Regions from separate parts of the Gossypium arboreum genome. Here region 1 is linked to region 2. A link is a contact called in public Hi-C data. All regions are on one chromosome and are shown on one strand. The core of a region is the stretch at or near the end of the contact, and the rest is flanking DNA. Distances in the headings are between cores, read along the strand shown. Region 1 holds the start of LOC108459392. Region 2 holds the start of LOC108461005 (omega-3 fatty acid desaturase, chloroplastic-like).

Region 1 (4,858 bases), core at 2,167-4,666, 170 kb after region 2:
TGGGGCAGGGAAGATGGGCTTAAATGCTTCAACGAAACGAAGCCAGTGATGAAGAAGAAATTCTGGGGAAGCGGTTCCAACAAGGATATGATGAGCGTGGTGGCTGGTGTGATCAACAAAATGAAAGTCCCCGTTTCGGTTCTTAACATTACGCAGCTTTCAGAGTACAGGATCGATGCCCACTCATCCATTTATACCGAAACTGGGGGACGGCTTTTGAACGACGAGGAAAAAGCAGATCCAGGCCGTCATGCCGATTGCATCCATTGGTGCTTGCCTGGTGTTCCCGATACTTGGAATCAAATATTTTTAGCACATTTGTAGATTTTTATTTTCATTTTTTCACTCCACAGAAACCGAGAAGGGAATTAATCTGCTTGTTATGCGTTAATTCAAAGTTCTTTTGATTTGTATATTGCAAGTTGTATTCTTAAGCAAATTTTGTGCATACAAGATGTTGTTTCCTATCAAATTACAAGAAACAACAGCTGAATCATTTCATTTTCTTTAATCATGATTTATTCGAATTTTGGGTTATTATCGCCGAATATCATTAAACCATAGTTTCTAAATTGGCCCCAAATTTCAAAGACTTCTAATATCCTTTTAAGTACTAATATTGTATCAATCAACTCCTTCAATGAACTTACTTATTAATTTAGGCTTTAAATGTGATTCAAATACGTTGCGTATAATATTTAAAATACATGGTTCAAATTGTAAATATATATGTACTTATTTCGTGGATAACATAAGTATGAAATATTAAAATGAAAAAAAAAAGAAGAAGAAGGGTAAATTACACCAACAGTCACTCAATTTTGGGTAGCTGACAAAACAGTCATTCTGGTTTCAATTCAATCACTCAACTTTAGAAAAATAACAAAACAATCACTAACGTTATCAAAAAGTGACAAATTAGTCACCCATTAACTTTTTTCGTCACTGGCTTAACGGGACCGCTAACGTGGCCAGTTAACTTGCCACGTTGGACGAGGCAAAGTTGAGTGATTTTTTTTCGTCCTTCATTTTCTATTTTTTAATAAATGGCCCAATTTTTTTACTTTTTACGTAAATGACCCAATATGTTTATGCTTTTTCTTCTCCACCCCAACAATCTCTATTTTCAAATATAGTGATCTGCTTCTTCTTCTTCACTAACACAAATATGCTCAACTTTAAAAAAAATGCAGTTTTCATTTTCCATTTTCCACGAAAGAGAGATGATGGTCAACATTAAACATCATCATCATCCATTAACTACTGTAGGTTTAGACCTTACATGGGTATAACCAACAAGATCCATTAACTGACAAATGAGTTTCCATTTCAATACAAACCATATGTACTCAACAAAACACTCACAATCAGATACTTACCAAACATCACCATGGTAGTAAACCGATAAAAAGTTTTAAGACAAAAGGTAATAAAGAAAACAAAAATCCCATAGAGAAAAAGAAATGGAAATAGCAACAATTGCATCGTTTTATCCCTAAACCATGGCAGATTCTAAGTCCAAAGCATCTAGTACAAAGAAGAAGAAATAAAGATGACCTGAGAAGAGATTAGATGGTGCATTTGGCTGGATATGGCGAAGAAAAGCTCTCGACCGTTCTCACCACGGGAACCTTTCTTTGTGAAGCTTGCCTCACCGTCGTCACCGCGATCCATGACCTTTTTTTTCTTTTCTCGATTCCTGGCTCAGTCACAAATCTCAAATTTTTTCTCTTCTTCTCATCCTTTTTCCTTCTTCTTTTTCTTCTTCTTTTATCGCCTAGCCTAACTAGGGTTTTAATTTGGGGTCGTTTACATAGTAGGATGGCATGCCACTTTTCCGTTACGTTTATAACGAAAAATGGTTAAAAGGTCTGTTTTGTTATTTTTCAAAAGTTGAGTGACTGAATTGAAACCAAAGTGACTATTTTGTCAGCTACCCTAAAGTTGAATGACTATTGGTGTAATTTACCCCCCAAAACAAACAACCCTCTTCAATTTATAGGCATAGTATTTTTTTTCAAAAATGTTGATCAAAGTTGTTCATGTATACGTTTGTTTTATATGTACTCTATGTCAAATTTGAAATGACATTTATTGCCTAAATTTATGGGCAAGACCTATCATATTTTTATGACTTAATTAATACAAAATTGATCACTTGCCTATCAACATGAATACTATAACATGCTTCAAACCATATCAACCCCACCTATTGACACCCTATCATTAGATGCTTCATAGTTTCCTTCACCATATGACACAAATCACAAATAGGGAATCTTTACACCTTCTCTTCACATATTAAGATTAGTTGGGATGGTGTTACTACATAATATACGCATTCTTAGGATGAACTTACTATTGAATCGTACCAATTGATATGATTCATAGCTAACCTTTTTTACATAGGGTCCTTCCCAATTCGTCATTATCTTGTCTTTTAGTATTTTTTTGCTAATGGCCTTTACGTGCCTCAAATTCATGTATGAGCTGGGCATTTTATTGCAATGTTCCTTGATGTCGTTGGAACTATTCTTGAAGGAGCTTGAGTTGCTTCGGTAGTTTTGTATATTGTTGGCTCGCATTCATATTGTTTTGGATGGAGGAATGGTCAGTTAGTGGCAATAGGGGTAGGGGGTTATTTGCAAGTTGCAACTTGAGGTTCATATTGATTTAGGTAGCTATGGTAGTACTAAGGCTAAGGTTGCGTGTAGCTTTGCTAGTGATACTATTGGTAGGCTAGATGGGTGGTGTTGTACGAATATCCCTCGTGATGACTAGGTTGACCATAGTGGTTATAGGCAAAATATTGTTGGTATCCTGACCTCATAGGGCATTGGTAGCAAGCCTTTATTTATATAGGTTTGAAGATTTAATGTGGGTCTTTCAAAAATGATCACTTTAGCTTACAAGTCTAATTTTAAGATTATGGATATCTTTTTTTTTTTTTAAACATTAATTTCATTAAGGTTCTTATCATATCTGCTCTTTTTGATACTATGCCTAGAACTACTCATAACCCCTCCCCAACCCTTAAATAGGAAGATAATGCACTTCAACGTACTCAAACTCATGACCTTCTGCATTGACAATAATGCCAATGCCAATCGAACTAAGACTCAATTGACAAAATTATGGGTATCTCATTTAGATTTGATGTAATATGACAAAATGACTAACATATAGAACTGACTTTTAAAGTTATAAGATATGACACGAGACATTATTAATTTTTAAAAGATGAATGAGGTAAATTTATGTACAAGTGACCTTGCTTGAATTGGAGGAGTTGCGTCTCGATCCTTTGTCCGGGAATATGTATCAAACTTGTAATTTCCCTTGTAAAAGAATATATAAAATTTCTTGATTGTTGAAAATAGAATTCTATAAATCCAACAAGACAAAGAAAAAGAATTGGAAAGGCCCAAGGAGCTAAACTTTTCGTTTAGACAACAAAAAAGTTTTCTGGCCTGTTAATCGCCATGGTCCATCAAATCCCCTGAGCCCTGACCCAGCTTCAACCCCACAACTCAGAAGGACACTCGTGCGGTCCTGCCTGCGCCTGATATAAACGAAACTCAAGCCTCCTTAACAGAGATCAGGTAGCTTCGAGAAACAAAGGAGCCTGCTACATCGTCTTCATCGTTTTCATTTGCCAGGTAAAACTCCTCTTTATCATCATAAGTCCTAGCGTTAATTCTTTCTTAACCTTTTATATAATTACATAATGATTGTTTTGTTGTCTAACAAAAATATTAGGGTTTTTTTGACTTCGGGCTTTTTGATCTGATATTTGTTTTTATTTTAATTTTTTTATCAGATTTTGGGAACTGATCATGGCTGGAGGAGGAAATTTCATGCACAGAGTTATATCTTATGTCGTCAATGAGCTTGTCGTTGATAGACTTGCAAATAGGTACCTTTTTTTCTCTGGTTTATTTTTCATTATTTTCCATTGATTTTTTTTTCTTATTGATTTTTTTTTCTAGAATAAGAAAAAAAATCAAAATATTTTCTCGAGATCAGAAAGGTTGAATATTTGTTCGTGTAATTCTAAAGACTTGAAAATAGCTTGTTGTTTGCTAACTATTTATGGAAGCTTCTTTCTCTGGCTGCTGGGACTGCTCTGTTTCCCATCAGTTCGTTCACTTGAAGCAAAAGTGCCTCAATTCTCAAATCACACACACACACACACACACACATCGATAGTGCAACATGCCTTGCATTATGGATTAAGGAGGTTTGAGAAGATTTTTACCTCAAAATCAGCCCCCTTTCCCTTTTTGGTACAAATTTATTCGAAATGGTATTGACTTTTTGTTTAATATATCTTTTCAAATGCTTGAGACCAAATTTTGTTTTTAAAGTTTGTGAATCATCTAGGAAAAGGATTCCGAAATTTGGTTTGCTTCGATAGAGTTGTTAATGTTAGGCATATGCTATCTCCAGTGTAAAATATCTGGAACTGGATTTTTTTGTTGGGGGGGGGATTGATAAAATTTTCATATGAACAAAATAAATAATTGAACATTGAAGTTTGATCTTTAATAGCCGGTGGAAAGTTTTCTCATAGTTTTAGGCAATCTGAGTTCTTTTTCCTTTTAGTTTCATTGATTGTTTGTTTGCTTACATTAATCATTGCTCTATGATTCCTTCGAGGACCAACCTTTGTTTCTTTTTTATCTTCTTTGGTTTTTTATGTTTTTTTATTTTTCAGCCCTGCATTCCAAAGATTTGCTGTGAGGACATCAAAGAGGATAGAAGATATCTCCAGTATAGGTATGTGCATGTCTCGTCCTGTTACTATGATCTTTTTCTAAATTCTGTGTGTGAATTTAACCTGCTATTATCCTACAAA
Region 2 (4,765 bases), core at 2,070-4,569:
TTTAATAATAGAATACCACTACTAAATAAAATAAAAAATTTAGAGGTTAATATAATTTTAGTTACTGAACTTGTCAAGTAAATATATTTTAGTATTTGCATTTTTGTTTATTTTAGTATTGAACTCAATAATTCAATTCATTTTGATCCTTAAACTTAACAAATGTAAATGGATTGATAAAATTGATACTCATCATCTAAATATTTTTTTTATAATTTTCAAGGGATAACATGGTAAAATCTTAAAGTATTGTGATCAAATTTGGATAAAATTCAAATTAAAAGATCAAAATAAAGTGTAATTATGAAATACCTTTTAAATAAATACTAAATTTTATTACATAAAAAATGTATGTAATAAATTAAATATTATAATAATGATTGAAGTTGACACCATTTGATATAATGGTAGTTGAGGAAAATGACACAACTAACTAGGATAATTTATTGGTACCGCAAATGATAAGGATTGTTGATAATGGATCCATTACCAAAGCTATAAAGCAACAAAACAGTAGTTTCACAAAACTGAATATAGGTAAACATGATGTGATTCTCCATCACAAAATTGACAAAACTATAATGCCGGCACTTCCATTCTTGTTCACACACTTATAACTCCTTCCTTCAATTTTTAGAAGAAAGCGATAAATTTTCATTTTCATTTTGTTGGTTTAAGCAATTGCTATTTCTCGTTCAAAGAATAAAACTATACATCTTTCCTTCACTAGTAGAATGCCAATACAGTAAATATATATGTACCTAACTTTTTCCTCGTAGAAAAAGGTCAAAAAAAAAAATTGAAACTCCAATTGTCTTCTACCATGGCAATGAAAGCTCATTGCACAGGTCTCTTATGGTTAAGCTAGCAAGTCTGAAGCCAAGAGCTTGAATTCCACCCATTATTGTGGGGCTGAGCTATTTTATGAAGCATTCTTTTTGAGTTCTGGGTCAGTTTGGTAGTAAACAACATCCCCAGTGTCACTAACATAATGATCGTTCTTCAAGCTTCTCATCAAACTTCCGATGAGGTGGAAAGGTAAAGGCCCTGATTGTTCCGGCTCTCGATAGTATTTTCCGAGAACTGGCTTCGCTGCCTCGGTCTATGACACAACATTATACCAACATAATAATTAGATAAAAAAATGAAATAAGAGAACATCAAAGTGGGAAAAAAAAAAAAAAAGAGATACGTAAAGGTACTAACCGCCTCTACTAAATGGTAGTGTGGGATTTGTGGAAACAAATGGTGTATGACATGGGTTCCAATATCATGGTGGATGTTGTTGATCCATCCATAGTCACGGTCAAGTGTTGTAAGACCTCCCCTTAAGTAACTCCATTCCTATCCATATTTGTTATTTTATTTGTAAGTTTCCATATGAATTTCAACATAGGCGCCTTAGCATATTAAATTTGACCAACAAATTTCATATACCTTCCCGCGGTACCAAGGAAGCTTCTCTTCATGACCATGGTGATGCAAGTATGTAACCCCATCCAGCCACATCACGAAAATCTAAACATCAAACCAACGACGAGTCAAATCATATTTTCTACTTCCCGATATCGTTTCCTTGAAAGAAGAAACTTGAAACCTACCCAATATGGAATGCCATATAGTTTAAGCAACTGCATAGGACCCATTGTGAAACCCAAGCCAACAAGAAAAGCAGCCATGGCTGTCCAACATAGAGTGGAAGTAATAACATCTTTTCGTTCGGTCGGGACAAACAAATCACTGCTGGGGTCGAAGTGCGAACCGCTCTTTCCCGGACTTCTGTTCCACTGCAATTTAAAGTGAAATCAACCATTAATTTCTCAACATATAGGAATCATCAAAAATTTAATAACCACGAAAACACTTACAAGGTAGAAAGGGAATGCAAGCATGGGAAAAGGCAATATGAACCGCAATGTTCGTGTTAGAGTATCTAAACTCCTGTATATCTTCTCAGATAACTGCAATTGAATTGACAAAAGTGTTTACAATTTAGACCAAAGGCCGTGATTCATCATTCTCAATATAAGAGAAAAAAAAGAAGAGAGAAATTAACTCACCGGGTGCCATGATTCATCATTCTCAACATGACCATGGTTTTGATGGTGAGTCCTGTGGCTAATTCTCCTGTAAAGTTCAATCATAATGGAAATGAATTCAATTAAAACTTTTCATATGCAAATGGAGAAGAGATGAACCTTTCAAGAAATACTAGGCATACCATCCATGGTAAGGCACAAGAATGGAAGAATGCAAGAGATGCCCCACTACACTGTTTAACTTGGGATCGTTTGAAAAGCTACCGTGGCCACTGCACAAAGAAATGAAACAAAATCCATGAAACATATTAAGACAGTCAGATCTAATAACAGAGGAGGTTGTAACTCGCAAATGCAATTCAAAAAAAAAAAAAAAAAGTTTACCAGTCATGACCAAGAACAAAAAGAGCCCAAAACATGGTTCCTTGAGCAGCCCAGTAAAGAGGCCAAACAATCCAGTTGTTAACATAGACCGCAGCAGCCGCCAGGCCTAACACCACAGCGACATCCCTCACCACGTAGCTCATAGATTTCCATGGATCCTTCACCCAACAATGCTTCGGTATGGCCGCTCTTATATCAGCCAACTTAAACGGCGGAGGCGCCCCAGGGTCGAACCCTGCCTCTTGTTCTTGTTCCTCAAATCCATTAATACCATGGTTCCTCTCTTTCCTTCCCTCATCTTCTTCAACGGATGCAACTCTAAATGGGGCACTCACGTTTAGACCCCAGTTCCTGGATTTGATTGGATTTAATATTTTTAGATCTGGGAAATTCTTGTTTTTGGTTAAAAATCTGGATTTTGAAGAACTCCTCGAGATAACGCCAGCGACGGGTCTATCGTAGATACAAGGAAGAGGCTTTAAACCAGATATAATGAAACCCGCCATTGAAGACTCAGGTAAAAAGAAAAACTCAACCACCGGTTTGCTTTCAGAAAAGAATAAAATATAGGGAAAAAAATATGTAAGTACAAGTAACAATCTTTGGTTACACGACAACGTCAAAGATCCCGCCTTTTTAATGATGTTCCTCCTCACAGAATAACAGAAAATAAAAAAGGGCTGAGATAGAAGGGTGCTATAGTGAGAAAGAAAGAGAGATAGGCAAACACTGAGAGGATCGCGGCTGAACGAAGAAGGGGGGAGGGGGGATTTTATATTTAAGGTTGCCGGGCTGCGGAGAGGTTGTTCAGAGTCAGAAACATATTTTTTCAATATATATAATGGAGGTATGTATGGAATACAGTTACCGAGTACTCTCAACTCGATTTCCAGTCCTTGTCATTGGAGCGTGTATTTCACTTTTTCTACGGGTTCGGCAGCCCCTATTACTGGCGCAACCGGTAGGGCGGGCGTTTTTTTCTCCTCCCAATCTCACTCCCGCCCCCCACCCCCACCCCCGCCCTTTTTTTTTCTTTTAAATATTTTATTATTTAATTTTAAACTCAATATCGAAATAATTTTTATACTATAAATATTTTTATTCATAATTCTTCTTATTTTAAAATAAAAATACATTTAAATACAGAATCAATTAAACTAAAAATCAATCCACTTGAAATATTTTTTATCTTATTTTTAAACTTTTGATCTAAATTCTTTTAAAAAATTAATAAAAGCAATGAAAATATTAAAGAATTGTTTTAAGGTAAAAATATTATTACCTTTTAAAAAAATTATTATAGATTCTAATTATATCTCTTTTTTTTGACATAATATTTAAAATTATTTATAATTCTTACACAACTCATAAATAGAAAGATAATGCTCTATTTTTATAATAATATTTTGTTTTTGGTTATATCTCAATTATTTATAGTAACATTTTAATTTGATTTTTTAAGATGTTATTTGATATTTTAATTTATAAATTTTTATTTTGTATTTTAGTCCTTTTTTTTAACATTTCAGAGTCAATTTAAAAAAAAGCTTTAATATTGTAAATGATAATACAATGTTAATAGAAATAAATAGATTGAAATTTTCTCCATTTTAAGTGGTAAGAAATTACTTATCTACTTAATTTATAAAAAATATTTATTTACTTATCATTTTTTATTTTTATATAAAATTAAACCATTAATATTGATTTAATTTTTCAATGTATTATAAAAGAACTTAAAGTAATAGCCAATTAACTTAATCAAAAGCATAGATAATAATATAAATATACGGTAGAAATTATAGTTAAAACCTAAAAAATAAAAATAGAAAGAAAATCTTAATAAATATATTACAGAAATTTGAGAATTTTAATGAAAAACCCAACATATCCAACTGAGAACTCGATTTTTATTTTTTTTATAATATAAAATCAGGACGGCTCAAAAATCCAAGAGTTGTAAGATTTGATATTTCCAAAGGTAGGCGGTTGTAGCAGTGGATTTCCTGCTCCCTTCATCAGTTATTCATGGACGGAGGGTTTTCAACACGAGCTTCTTAAGGTCGGTTCCCCAAAAACAAAATGATGAAAAACCCACAGAGTGGGAACTGCCTCCCACGTGATGAAATTTATGATTCATTGAATGGTTGATTAATTTAATCTCCAACTCAAACTCACGTTAATCGCTCATGAAACACGCTAACAATCACTTCCTTTTTTTTCCTGTCTATTCTCCCATCTTTATTTCACTTTTGACCTTGTTTGTTTTACATGGGCTAATGAGTACTTTTAAAATGTCAAAGTATTAACTTTTTTTTTTTTTTGATAACGATGAATTTAAT

Evidence for each region. A called contact is a pair of places that touch in the nucleus more often than the background predicts.
Region 1: a Hi-C map of leaf shows a contact between it and region 2, with 2.9 times the contacts expected there. The contact joins the promoter of LOC108459392 here to the promoter of LOC108461005 in region 2. A contact is called at or near these places in 2 of 5 Hi-C or Micro-C datasets (both in leaf).

Annotation. Positions count from the first base shown.
Region 1 is chr4:110,274,071-110,278,928 of ASM2569848v2, forward strand. LOC108459392 reads left to right here and starts at 3,417. Exons shown (of 5, transcript XM_017758755.2): 1 at 3,417-3,659; 2 at 3,821-3,916; 3 at 4,718-4,779. The coding sequence starts at 3,837. LOC108459506 (protein trichome birefringence-like 3) reads left to right here. Exons shown (of 6, transcript XM_017758888.2): 6 at 1-485. The coding sequence ends at 324.
Region 2 is chr4:110,108,984-110,113,748 of ASM2569848v2, forward strand. LOC108461005 (omega-3 fatty acid desaturase, chloroplastic-like) reads right to left here and starts at 3,320. Exons shown (of 8, transcript XM_017760755.2): 1 at 2,424-3,320; 2 at 2,222-2,311; 3 at 2,061-2,127; 4 at 1,869-1,961; 5 at 1,602-1,787; 6 at 1,438-1,518; 7 at 1,207-1,344; 8 at 612-1,102. The coding sequence starts at 2,929. The coding sequence ends at 923.